Linked DNA regions of Zea mays: region 1 is linked to region 2. A link is a contact called in public Hi-C data. All regions are on one chromosome and are shown on one strand. The core of a region is the stretch at or near the end of the contact, and the rest is flanking DNA. Distances in the headings are between cores, read along the strand shown. Region 1 has its middle 57 kb from the start of LOC100193705. Region 2 has its middle 44 kb from the start of LOC103639215.

Region 1 (7,193 bases), core at 3,952-6,451, 210 kb after region 2:
TTAAGTTCCATAGATTAATCATGTGAGTGTCCGAGCTGCTCATGACCGTGAGCACGGCTAGTATACCAGTTTTACACTCTGCAGAGGTTGCGCATCTTTACCCACAAGTCATGTTACCCATCTGCCAAGGGATCGCGACTTCCCATACACCTCTATCGAGGAGGCGAGGCAGGGTAACACTACGAGGCCTTTACAAAGTTCCACTAGCTTCAGAAAACCCGCTACAGTTTATAGGAAGCTCCAATGCAGGAATCCCTTGCAGGACCGCCATCGCAGCAAAATCCTCCCGAGGGCCTCCCTACACTGACCACTCCCCTACTGCCCTTGCCCCTTTCGGGTAAGGTAGTCTTCCACTAGCTTTCCTAATTAATCGGCCAAGGGCGTCCCATTAAACCCTTGTGGTAGCACTGTTTTCCCGGGTGGTTCTCCATGTTCCAATTACCATAATGATCTTATCATGAACAGTAATAATAAACAGATAATAAAAGTGTGATCATGAATAATGTATCTTCATACCCAAAACCACATAAAGCACTAGCAAGTACTACCCAAAAGTTCAGTGGTAAATAAGGTATAAAGATAGACAAACTAGGGTAACCTATTGGGTCTCATCAAAATTAACCTATGCAGATCATTATGATTAATCAGAACATGGCTGGGTAAAAAGAAGTGATCAAGGGCACAACTTGTCTGGGACTTGAGATTCCAGGTACCAGGATGATCTTCAGATGACTCGTGACCTCACGCTAGTCGTAGCAATACAAACAAACATGGTATGGATAAAATTAACATCACACCAAACATAAGAATAAACTGTATAATAATGATCTACATGAATCTACGAGGTCGTAGGAACAAGAAGCACTAAATTCGGAGCTACGGTAGTTAAGTTAGGAATTTCTGAAGTTATTTAATACCTAGAATAGAGTTATTCATGTGAATAATTTTAAATCAAGTTTCATGGTTAGACAAAGGTACTAGGTAATAAACAATATCTAAACAAAATTAATGCCACTGGAACAAATCAATTTGGAGTTCATATGCATCTTCTATGAATTATACAAATTCTAGGGTTTATTTTCATATTAAAAATCCAATTTCCAATTCATTTTATCAATTTAACTCTGTATTGGACTGGGCCTCAATTTCCAGAGAGATCAGGGGTTTCAGGGTAAAATTCCTAAGACCCAGTAAACAGTCTCCGAGGATGGCGGGTTTATATTGAAATTCGCTAGGGTTTCTTTAGCAAATGCACGCGGCGAAGAGGTATCGGGGTACTAGAGCCGTCGAATGATTCATCAACGGTGCAGATTAGATGGATCCACCAAGACACTCTGGCCCTCGGATCCCCGATCTACGGCCACGAGCCCATTACTGCGCGACCCAATCCTACACGTACGTATACGATCGGACGACTACGGAACTCATCTAATCTCCACCGTCCAACAGTCGATCTACGACGTATGGGCTCCTCCCCTTTCCGTTGAAAGCGTGCGACTGAGCAGAGCTCGCGCGGCGCCGTTCTCGCCGGAGAGAGGTGGCGTTGCGGCACAGTGCGCCAAATCCTATGGCAACCGGTGCTACGTGATACAGAGGTGACGACAAGGCGGGTGAGAAGTCCATACCGTGAATGAAGTAGCAGCAAGGACAGTCCATGACATGAGGCGGCGACGCCAACCCAATCAAGCACCGGCGACAAATCCACCATGATTCGGTCGTCCATCCATCACCGGAGGCCAGACACGCGATCCGCCACTGGTACCCATCGGCGAACCTCCACGCGTCACCGAGGTCGGGGCGATGGCCTAATTTTCCCCCGATTCCTGATTTGGCCAACAGCGGTGCCATTCTTTTTTTTTTCTCGGTCCTAGGCAAGGCGCACATGGCGGCTGTGTTCTTGGTGCTATGGTGGCACGCAGAATAGGTGGATGAGGATGGGGATAGGACTCGCCATCGGTTTGGTCTTATATGCCAAAGCTGAGGATCCCCCGCCCGGCCGGATTTAGCGGGCGGCGGTGGTTGCGGTCCTACGGTCGTGAATCCCGCACGGCAGCAACCGATGGGCGAGCTTGGTACGAGGCTGACGATGCGGTCCCATCCTGCAGGCAGAACCGAAGTCGTGGAGACGAGCGAGGATCTCGGACGCATGTGGGTGGAGGTCTGACCATCCGCAGAATCCGCGCGAGCACGGAGATGTTGCTGTGACCACGGGCCGCGGGTTTATGGGCGAGCAGGGATGCAGTGCCGCGGATCCCGGCCAGAGAAGCACGACGAATTTGGCGGGTTTGTTTTGATCCGCACAGGAGTTTTTGGGGGAGAAGATCTCGGCGTTTTCTGTTGGGTCGTGGCGGAGGTGATGAAGCTGACTACGAGGGCCCACCAGCAGGTGTCACAAGGAGGGAGCAGGTGTGGCGCGCAGAGTCTGGCGGCTAGGGTTGGGCAGGCGCGCTGGTGAGCCGAGTGGCCCGCGCAGGAGAGTCCGCTGTTGGGCCGACCAGTTAGTTTCAGCCCATGCGCAGGTTTTTCCTTTTTCTTTTATATTTTCTTTTCTTATTTACTATTCCCTTTTTGGTTTACACATTTCAAATTCAAATGCAAGATAAAGTTTCAGAATTCAAATTTAATGCACACTCAAAATTGATCATGATGCAATAATATTTTATTCATTATTTTGTTATTTCAATAATACTAATGCTTACTTCATGAAAGAGAGAAGAAGAAAATCGTTCACCCATATCCATATTTGAAATTCTTTATGTTTATTAATTAATTTTCACTTTCTAGTTTTGAGTCCAACTTCTAACTTTAACAACTCCAAATATACTATTGTCATTTACTTATTTATTTTATTATTTTTTTCTACCAATTTTGGGCTTTACAGTTAGCGGCAACCCCCAGTCGCCTGCCTGTGAAGGCCGCGTGTATCTACGTTTCTTTTACGCACTTTGATTATTGTAAAGACTATGTGGATGTCTCAGACATATGATGTAATCGACTATTGTTACCCCTTTTATGTTATTATTTGAGCACTGTGTGATGATGTCCAGTTATGTAACTGCTGTGTACGTGAATTGCTGATCCTGGCACGTACATGGTTCGCATTCGGTTTACCTTCTAAAACCAGGTGTGATAGAAATGGACCACTAATTAAATTATTAATAATTGAGGGGACACGTTGCATGTTCTTTAGTTGCACAACCTTTCCCAAAGTAAGATCCTGATTGACCTTACCAATGCCACAAACAGTCGCATGCGCACCGTTCCTCATCAACAAGAATGAACTTCTCCTAACCTGATGATAAGAAGAAAACCAAAAGTTTTAGTACGCATAGGAATATTGGCTCCTATATCAATCCATCAATCAGGTGAATGATAATGGAAAGAACATTAGGTAGTAAGTTGCTATACACCAAAGTTCGTTCATAAGCCTCAATCACATTTGCATTTTTTTTATTTGCCTTGCACTTGGCATTTAGGCAATCCCTTGCATAATGTCTGGTCTTGCCACAAGTGAAACATTTGCCTTTTTCCTTGTTATTCTTGTTTCAAAAAGGAATGGTATTCTTTTTGTTCGAGCTTTTACTTAAACTTCTTTTTGTGGGAGTTTTGGGGATTTTTGCGCACCACATGGGCACCAGAAGTTTCTTTAACAACTTTCTTGCCATAGACATCTTTTGCTCTTGCCTTTTGTTCAACATCTAAAGAGCTAATGAGATTGACGATACCAAACTCTTGTTTATTATGTTGTAGGGAGGTATCAAAATCCAAGTTTGTGGAAACCTTGCAATTATGCAACGCAGCACAAACTTCTCAGGCAATGCATAACCAAAACCCTTGAGTTATTTCAGCAGTACATGTGTTGCATGAGCTTTTTCTACTATTGAACGACCATCAGTTATTATGTAATCATGGAACTGCTCCATGATAAATAGTTCGCTAGTAGCGTCAGACACTCCATATTTGGTCTCCAATGCATTCCTCGTTTCTTTTTCAGTGGGCATCATCACATATGCATCTAATATGAAGTCCCCTCGTATGCCAATTGTTGCCCCCTTGAACGTAGTATCAACGTTCTGGAACAGATGCTCCTCTTCGACATCGTGTGGTTGTGGTGATCTAGGTTCGACAACAAATAACACTCAATGACTGTCAACCATAATATGCATCTTTGACGCCACCTTTTATAGTGTGTACCTTCAAAAACATTTGGTTTTAATATACTCGCTAAGCCAACAGGCGAAAAAGTCCCATCATGTTTTTGGATCATTTCAATGTTTGGTTTTTAGTTGTATTTTAATCTGAAAAGTTGAAAGAACAAAGTTGGTAACAATAGGAAAGTGCATGTGTAGATCTAGCATAATGGACATGAACTAAATATTGAAGAACATTATGTAAAGCCAGAGCAAAAAAGACATGCCCAATGACAGTCATTGTGCCGATTGATGTTGAATTTCAATTGATGCAGTGATGTATCCGGTCAGTCGTTGTTGGTACCTCACCCGAGCCGGTGAGAGTTTAGAAAACAATCACTTTGGAGGTCTGGTCTTGCCACATCTGACACATTTGCGCATGTAGAGCCATGACAATGAGGTAGAAGAATACTGATGGAGAAGAGAGAGGGCACGACATGCCTATGGTCGACGAGGCAAGCGTCTTTTTTCTAACTTCACAGAAGATGTATACTAAATTGACATTTTAAGTTGATCAAAGTTTTCTTCTACTAGCAATACGAGATTAATCTCTCTTAATACCTTTAATAAGTGATTGAATTGAATAGGCCAGCCTATTTAAATCCAACAATAGCGCATTTAAATAACACACTAGCTCAAGCGTGTTTGTTTACGTGGAAACATGTCGTGCAAGACTCGCACGCTTCGTAAAGCAGCGCCTCAGAGGCTGCATCTAGAGAAACAAACTTAGCTTTCACTTCTTATCTGACCTTGTTGGCTAGTTACACCGAAGAGCACGAAACAAAAACTGGTTGTCCTATCGTAACCTTGGCCCTGTGTGTCATGGACATGTACAGACAATGCAATCGCTCTAGGCTAGCCAGGTAAAAGACACACCATCAGTGACCGGCGCAAATAGTTTTTGTCCACCGCAAGAGCACCAAACAAAACTGGCTGTCGTATCTAACCTTGTCTCTGCGTGTCATGGACATGTACAGACAGTGCAATCACTGTAGGCTAGTTAGTAAGAAACACGCGTCCGGTGCAGATGATTTTTGTCCACCCCAAGAGCACCAAATAAAACTGCTTGTCCTATGTAGCATTGTCTCTTTGTGTCATGGACACATACAGACGACGCAATCACTTTAGCCTAGCTAGCTAGGTAACAAACACGTCATCCATAGTGATCGGTGCAAACAATTTTCTCCAAGACTGGAACTCGTGGCCCTAAATTTGGTTCCCAACGTGGACGCACGCATCTTCCCAGACCCCGGTGGACATTCTCCTATCCTATATCTTAATGATAGGGACCTTTCGTAACTGTAGGCGTGTTTGGTTGGACGAAAATGTTTTGAAAAATATTAAAAGGTGTAAATATGATATAACCATGATTTAACAAAAACTAATAGATGCTGATTGATGAAAAGAACCCATTCACAAAAGGAAAAGAAGACATTTCCGATGGCATAATTATTTCTGACGGTTTGAAGATCAGGCGTCGAAGTTTAATTAATGTCCGACAGCCTAATCAGATCCTCAGATGTTGTTTAATGTCTGATGCAGTCGTCAGACATTGGATTTATCTTTGCCAGCTGCCAGAAAAGCCGTCAGATATAGACAATTTTTAGGTAACGCCGTACCGGCCGCCGTTTCAATTCTGGCTCTCCTTCTCTTCTCCCTCTCTCTCTCACGAGCACGCGCAATTCAGCCTCCGTCACCGCCTCAGCTTCTGTGCCCACTCGCCGCTTCCGCTCCCACGCACCCACCACTGCCTGCGGCGCCACCGCTCGGCCGCCCTCGCCTGACGCAGCACCACCTTGCCAGTGGCCGCGCGTGCACGCTGCGCCTGCCCTCATCCGCGCCCGCACGACGACATCGACGGACCTCGCGTGCCCTCCTTGGCTATCGCCACGCCCACGCTCCATAGGTTTGCTCGCGTGTCGCTGCCTCGCAACGCCCTAGGCCGCACATGACGCCCACGCCGTCACGCCACTCGTGCTCACCTAGTCACCTTCGCCCTCGTAGGTCTCCTGCGTCCCAAGTAAGAGTATGTACATAAATGTGTGTTACAAAATAAAGAATATATTGGTTAATGTCCAAATATTTATTACATGCCTTCCAGACACCTCCTTGTTCGGTTGTAGCACCTGGAGATGCATCTGGCCAAGACGACGCTGTGACTTCATAGGTGAACAACCTTTTCAACACCCAAGGTCTAGCCGGAGGAAGTGGCCACAACTCTAACCAACAAGGTGACGAATGGTAGGCATAGTTAGTTAGGATTCGATTCCTATGCAATTTTGGAACTTAGTAGTTTTATTATGACATTTTAATGAATTTGGAACTATATGAATGTGGATCAACTAAGTTCTATGTGTGTACCTTTGTGATATGTGAATGAGGATGTGTGATATGTGTGTGTGGTTGTGAATGTGTATTGTCGATAAAATGTGTGTTATGCATGTTAAAAAATATCCGTATTTGTTTGTGGTTGTGGATGTATGTATTTGTGGATGTATGTATTTGTGAATATGTATTGGTTGTGAAATCTAGATATTTTAGGATGTGATAATGTATATTGTGCGAATGAACAAAAACCGGGAGAATATTGACCTATGTGAAATTCATTATATCCGACGGCTACAGACAAGCCGTCGGACATAAGACAAATTAATATATGATGGTCTACATGCAAGCCATCGAAGATAAGCTTATTATATCTGACTTGCATGTAGACCATCGGACATAACATGTGTGGGACCCATTGTACGCCGTCACAGCCGTTAACCAAGCATACTGTCGATGATGTCTGTGAGTTAGTCGGACATTGGCTATATTCAACGGCTGACATAAGATCATTTCCGACCTTTTAGGATCAACGGACACATCGTGTCGGACATAAGCTGTTGAAAATAATTTATGTTTGACGGTATAGAGCTTATGTCTGACTACTTAGGCCATCAAAAATTTTATGTTTTAGTGGCAAAACAATGTTTCTAGATTTTAGTCTACAATCGATAGGCT
Region 2 (7,379 bases), core at 595-3,094:
GGCGCACCGGGCAGTCCGGTGCAGATTTCTTTCCTTCTTTGGCGAAGCCGACCGTTGGCGCACCGGACACTGTCCGGTGCACACCGGACAGTCCGGTGCCCCTTCTGACCATTGGCTCTGCCACGCGTCGCGCGCGGATTACGCGGCCGACCGTTGGCTCACCGGACAGTCCGGTGCACCACCGGACAGTCCGGTGATTTATAGTCGTACGCCGCCGATGAAACCCGAGAGCAGCCAGTTGACAGACGCCAGCCTGACGCACCGGTCACTGTCCGGTGCACCTAGACTGAGCAGACTCTTGGCTGCTTCGAGCCAAGCTTTTCCAATTGTATTTTCTCTGATTCTAGCACTTAGACAAACATGTTAGTACACAAAAACCAATGTACTAAGTCTAGAATCATACCTTTGTATTTATTTGCACCTTATCCACCATTTGGCATAGTTTATCATTTAAGCACTTGTGTTGGACACTAAATCACCAAAATACTTAGAAATGGCCCAAGGGCACTTTTCCCTTTCAGTTAACGCGGGTTGGAACGGGTTCAATCCACAACAACTCGTGTTTGGTTCAAAAGACCCGCGGGTTAGGTTGGTTCTGGGTCGAAATACTTATTGAAAATATGGGTTCTAGTGATTCCTCAAAAACAAGTGAACCATTTCGACCCACTTCCTCTCCACCCTCTCGTCACCCATGCCTTATCCACTCGAGACCAGCACAGGAGCGCGCCGCCACTGCTTGCCTGCTGGGACTAGGGACCCTTGCCGACCTACCCTCCGACGTTAATCTCCCGCCTGCCTCCGGTTGTTAGTCCCAGCTGGCCTACCCTCTGATGTCGACGTGTTCTCTAGTGGGCACAACCCACGAGCTTTGCTAGTGCTGTCGTCGAACAGGTAAAGGTCAGTGTTCGTCACCGCCTAGACAAGCCTGCTAGTGATGGCAAATGTTACAAATTCACTGAAATGCATCTTGATGTTGTTAGGATGTTCCTTTAATTATGACTAAAATGTAACAGTGAGACCTCGTCACTAAAAATTTATGACTTAGTCAATAATGGCTTTAATTTATTTATATCTTATGCTTATGGATTCCTCAAATATTAAAATAGTGTCAGTTTAATTTATTTTAAATGATGTCATCTTATTGAATTGAAGATATCATCCAGAATGTGGTAATATGATGGAGGTCCGTAGGTGACAGAATTGTACGATGGAGTGGTGCAGATTCCCACACCTCCTAAATTCTCACCCTACTTAGGGCTTGTTTGGATAATATGATATTGAAGTGGATTGAGGTGGTATGTGGTGTATTGGAGTGTAATATGAACTAATTTTTTTTCAATCCCCTTCAATACACCTCAATCCACTTCAATCCCACTATAACCAAACAAAGCCTTATCAGTTCACTTCCGTAAATGTCCAGTTTGATAAATAAATTGCAGTATGCAGTAAGAAAATGCTATAGATACATGCCTATATAAAGCATTTGAATGATGCCATTCAGGCATTCATGTTTTTCATGCAAATATCTTGCATGAATTATGCATCTGTACTTAGATTTAATATAGTAACATATGGATATGTTTGAACCTCGCTATGTGAAACATTATGTACAATACTGGACACAACTCTATATGTCGGTTGAGAGGCTGAGGCTCTAATATAGCAAACACGGATTAATGGATTTCACGCTATCAGCAAATTATGAATAGGACCGGGTCGAATTCAGCCTGAGTTGGCCCATCCTGCCCAAAAGGCAGCCTCCGCGACCGAAGCCCGCGCTCGCGCGCGACTTTGCGCAAAGGCCCCTGGCCATTCAAATAACTAGTGAAGAGTCCACAATATTGTTCACTGTGTTGCTGACCTTTTCGCTTAAGCCCTCTTATTTCTATTCCTTCATGGGGTCACGTCCCCGACCATGCACCGATCGAACACTTGGTCGGAGCCGCCCCGACTCATCTCCGGTGACCTGTTCTGGTGGTAGTGAGCACCCGAGTCTTATTTTTGAACCTACCCGACCTCTACTCCATGGTTAATCGAGCATCTATGGTCCGCAGTCTCGGCTGCTCAAGTTCATGGCGGACACCGAGGGTAACCAAGCTTGGTTCCGGGGTTCGGGTATGGTAGAGTTCAAATTGAGGACACGGTAAGCATCACGAGTATGTCTAGGTTTGGGAACGGTGGCAGAGACCATAGGAGGAAAGCCCAAATTGGCTATTCCTGTTGCGATGGCCCATGGCAGCGTTCCGCAATGACAAGACAATGGTCCGGCTAGTTTACTACGATAGAGTTCAAATGGTCAAGTCGACGAGAAACATGAGACCCTAAGGACACTAGAACACAAACCAGAGAGGTATAAACCAACCTGGAATTCTCTGGCCACGGCGAGGTCTCTCGCGGCGGCGTTCCAGCCAATTCCGGGGAAATCCAGAGTTCTCAGGCTATGGTCGATGAAATGAAGTGAGTGGTGGTGCACTGGGTCCGTAACAAGAGGGCAAAGATAAGAGAGTCGTCAATTTATAGGGATCGACCACCAGTGCCACGAATTTGGGCAAGGTTGAGCTCATGGCATTGAGTGGATGAGTCACCCGAGCTCATTCACCATGGTGCTTTGGTAACCCGATGACCTAGTGGTACTCTTCGACAGCCGCCATGACTACTGCGAGGTAATAAATGAATTACCGTGTGGCACAACCGGGAGGACGATGGATCAACGACGACGATCCCATGGCCATGACGCTGGGCAAGCGGTGCTACGGGCAAGCTTGCGACAGGGCCCAAGTTCACCCCACGACGATCTTTTCACCCTCCCCGCCGATATTTTCACTCACCTGCGCCGCTGCGCGCACACTTCTCAACCGACACGCAGACCACGACGCAAGATCGTCGGCGGCGAAGTGCAGTGAACCTGATCTTCTTCAGTTAACTGTTACACTGAACAACCATATGAGACAGACTGACATGGAGTTTTGGGGAGCATTTTACTCCCCTTTCCATGTAGTAGCATACCAACACGACTGCAGCAAAGTTGTTCTCCCATATAACATCTTCAACTTTGTCACAGGAATCTTGGGCTTAACTTTACTGGATCATCCTAAATTTAGCTCCAAAGTCAACCTAATGCCACTGTCAGTCTAAGTTCAGAATACTGCTTGACTAACAGCCCGAGTTCCAGGGAATTTTACTCCCAGTTCCATACAGTTCATAGGCTAAGTCACTTAAAAAAATTTGTACTACTATAGTAGCTCTACAACTTTGCCGTGATTACTTATAGCAAAACCCTTATGGATTAAGGGATGCAAGAGCCCAAAGTTGGCTCAATAACACTGTTTTTCAGGGTTCAAGAATGGAGTGCTTTTGAAATTTTACAAATTACTCCAAGTTTCACCACAAAACTTGGAAACCTCCAAATATAAAAGTTGCTTAGTTTTTGTTACTCTATTACTTTGATATATACACTTTTGGCAAAAAGTGATTAAGAATTTTAAATCACCCTATAGGGCACTAATTAGGGTTTTGGGCTCCAATTTAGGGTTTTAAATGTCTTAGGGTACATTTCTAGTGTTTAATCTTTCATAATCATCATTTCTTGATCATGTCTACCAAACTTGGTAAGACCACTCCCTCATGCTTAAATCATAAGGTTGCATGATCCTAGGCCTTGGAAAGATTTTATTACCTAGAGTTAAGGATTCCCTTACTAGATCATACCATCACACAAGCATCAAATCACATGTTTTTGTTTTGAAATTTTAGCCTAGTGAATGCATCTAGGTGTATTACAACCAATGTAATGTCAGTGCGTATGATGTCATGCCAAAATTTAAGTTCTCGTAACACCAGAGGTGTTACAGTTGGTCCGAAGGGACTTAAAGGGGAAAATGGTAGCGGTCGAGTCATTACCTCAAGAATCCGAGTGCAACCCAGTATCGAGGTACTAGTGGTGCTTCTTTTATCCTGCTCTAGGATAGTTGTAGTTTTCATTTATGCCGAAGCCTTTTTTGCGACTGCATCCTTCTGAACAAATGTTTTAGCTTTCTTCTTCACATGGCTAGAAGATTTCTCTTCAGCCTCATTCTTTGCAGCCCTCTTCCTTTTCTATCTAGACCCGACATGGCCGAAAGATCTTCATAATCTAGGTATTCAAACCCTAGGGCATCCATAACCCTATTAAATCGAAGCTTCCCTCGGCCTCCAAAGGTAGATTACATATCTTCGTGCTCTCTAGTATGGTAATTATCGCACATTTCACTGCATTTCTCTTCAATAAAATTCAGCCACCTAGCCAAAGGAGCCTTATATGAAGACTGTTCTTTGAAGTCAAAAGCTAATATAACAAGTTCATCTTTACACTTCATCTCCTTGGGCACTTTCCATCCAATCTGAGTTGGATATAAATTATAATCAAGCACCTCTTGAACTAGATCTTGAGATCCAATCTTCTTAATGATTGTACTGAAGGCTTTGAAACATTCATCAGCAGCTTTGCTCATCTCACACTTTGGCCTCTTTAAAGCAAAGCTCACGTCCAAAGGTCTCCTCAGCATACCCTTAAAATCTTCGTGTTGTTTGGAGTCAACATCGGCATAGAACTATTGTTTTGTCCAGTCGCCATACCACTTGGTTCGGTAGGCCAGAACTAGACCACTTGTATCTTTGCGGTAAGCAAAGTTATAACACCTGAAGTTATTATGAAGGCATGTTTCATCCCTTGCCTTCATCTGGTAATGTTAATTGCGAATCTTGCAAAACACATCAGCGTCGGTACGACTGCCTTGGCTTCGTATGGCCAGATGAAAACACTAAGTCGAACCATGGCATTTGGAGCCAATTGATGCATAAACACTTCGCATCGCTGCAATACCTTTGCAATCATCTTATACATGGGAAGCCAAAGTCCCGCCTTGAAGAAACTCTTATAAACAACAACTTTGTCTTTTCTCGGCTTTGGCATTGTCTCTTCCCTAGGAAGGTGCACATTCACCTTGCTGCTAAAATAGCCAAGTCTCCTCATAGACTGCAAAGCTTTCTCCTTCAAAGTGGATCGACCAATGTCAATATAGATCAGCTTCGACAGTCTATCCTTCTACAATTTTGTAGTAGCTCTTGATGTCGATGAAGCCCTCATTTCCTCAGAAATAGGCATGGTATCCTATTGCGCCTCTGAGGAGGTAGGACTGATCAGTTTTGCGGTGGTGTGGATTCTAGCCATCTGAACAAGGTGAAGAGTTTTCTAAAAAAGGCTCAACTGAAGCTAGCTAACGAAGCACTTATGAACAAGAAGCTTCGGAGGCACATAAAAATTTTGTAGCGTGTTGGTAAGGGTAGTAAATTAGATCTGCATTCACACCCTCGACTGCTTTTTTACTGAAAAACGCGTGTGAAGCGGCGCGGGTCACTGAAAATATTTCCGCGCAGTGCCCTTGCTTTTCCGCCGACGAATCAGCTTCCAGGCCGACCGTTTCCATTAAAAATTGAATCCATCTTCTTCATAACGAGCTTAGGGAAGGTATTTTTCGGATTTTCAGCATAAGGTCTCCAAATTATATTTTTTGTGATCTAAACTTGTTATGAAGAAGCAAACTCATCTCGCAAGGGGCTACTGTTGGAGGCCTCTTATGCCAAAGATCACTCGTCTAACATGCTGCTTCGGCACAAACAAGTGTGTTTTAGGAACATCTCCACTCGCGGACGAAGCTAACCTACAACCGAAGTAGTGTACAGAAAAGCTTCGTATGTGCGCAAGTGACGAGGACTACAACCAAAGTCGACAACTTCGGACGCACCCCAAAGGGGCAAGCTGCTAAAACAATGACGGCCGAAGCCCGTATAGCCGAGGACAGAGAAAATACGCTATTGCCCTACTATCGTTTGTAAGCAGTATGTATAAAACCTTGATGTGCATTATTGTAAACCTGTACAAAGGCGGATCACCTTCCCTATACATAGATGAATAGTGCCCTGCATAAGGTACCTCTTCAAGGGGTCATAGCTTCGTGTCACTTAGACTTCAAAGAACCTTCATACCTCACTCTGTCAAGGAGCCAAAGGTATGCTTGTAAATTTATCTATTGAAATGGGAGACATAATAAAAATGCTAAGGCAAAGGAGATAAGTTCTCATACAATATTGTACTATGTTATTCCATTACATATCATTTATGTTGGTCTCTTGTTCTCAAATGTTGTGAATCAAGAACAAGACAACACGATTGTTAAAGATTAGGGACCTTCGTGCTCCGAAGCATCATCTCCTTTCGGATATAACGATCTTCAGACGAAGGTCTTGAAGGACGCACCTTCATCATTCTCAAGAATAACAATTCATAGATATGATAAATATTATCCATTCATATATTGATTTATATATTTATTTCATGATAAACATATGGATATTAATAAGATTTATATTACATTGATACCTTTGGCTTGTTCGAAGGTGTTGACGCGAGAGCGATTACAATCTAGCGTGAACAGTACGGTGGTACTGTTCACCTATTTATAGGCATGAGACGTAGCCTGGGTAAAAATACATTTATGACCTTAACAAATGTTCATAATTGTAACATAAATCATTAGGCCCTAGCTAGTCTTTTCCTCTTCGGCTCAGCATCATGCTTTATCTTCGACACTACTTTAAGCCGAAGTTGTTGCTCTTCGGCTATAGCTTTGGCATTCATCGTTGTCATTTTTAGGCTATATCTTCGTCTTAAAGACCTTCGGCGGAGAAGAAGACCCCCATCGTGAACCTTCATTTCTGACGATGCTCCTGTAAAACTCGACATTATGCTAGAAATAAATGGTTAGTCATGTTTTTTCATAACGAGTTCGATCCGCGAAAGATACGAAGGCTTCTGATGCAGAAGGTTCGAAAAACACCTTTCTTGAGCTTGTTATTAAAATGAATATAAAATTCACATTGCTTACTGGTCCACCGATCAGCCAGTATGCGCGTCTCGGCGGTTCGCGGCCTTCACCTGCGGGGCTGTAACACCCAAGGTGTTACCAAGGCCCTACTTGTACCCCGTGACTTGTTATCACATGTGTTGAGTGGAAGAGAGGGAGCCCCAAAACCTTGGAAACCCTAGATTAACTAAGAATGTTAAGGGCAAAAGCTTCACCCCAAACATTTTGAGAAATTGTCACCTTGGGCAAAAGAGGTTAAAACCTAGACCCTTAAAGCACTAGACTTCCAAGCAAGGGATTAGTGGGCAAGCTAATCAAATGGCCAATTCTTGTTTATAATCCTTAACCAAGATTTAAGTACACATTAAAATCTATAAAATACAGAGGGGAAACATTACAAAAAGGCCCCTTAAAGACCCCAAATCCATTCTTTAAAAGGAAAGCACACTAGAGCTCTCTAATCCTCTCTAAGTCAAA

Evidence for each region. A called contact is a pair of places that touch in the nucleus more often than the background predicts.
Region 1: a Hi-C map of leaf shows a contact between it and region 2, with 5 times the contacts expected there. The contact joins two enhancer-like sites. A contact is called at or near these places in 2 of 25 Hi-C or Micro-C datasets (bundle sheath and leaf).

The regions. Positions count from the first base shown.
Region 1 is chr1:145,183,875-145,191,067 of Zm-B73-REFERENCE-NAM-5.0, forward strand. No RefSeq gene overlaps it. Among protein-coding and RNA genes, the nearest start is that of LOC100193705, 57 kb to the right of the region's middle. Within about 2 kb of position 5,202, at least 18 of the 20 cell types and tissues checked have an H3K27ac peak or open chromatin away from gene starts, as enhancers often do. A contact at or near this core is called in bundle sheath and leaf, where this site is marked.
Region 2 is chr1:144,976,062-144,983,440 of Zm-B73-REFERENCE-NAM-5.0, forward strand. No RefSeq gene overlaps it. Among protein-coding and RNA genes, the nearest start is that of LOC103639215, 44 kb to the left of the region's middle. Within about 2 kb of position 1,845, at least 14 of the 20 cell types and tissues checked have an H3K27ac peak or open chromatin away from gene starts, as enhancers often do. A contact at or near this core is called in bundle sheath and leaf, where this site is marked.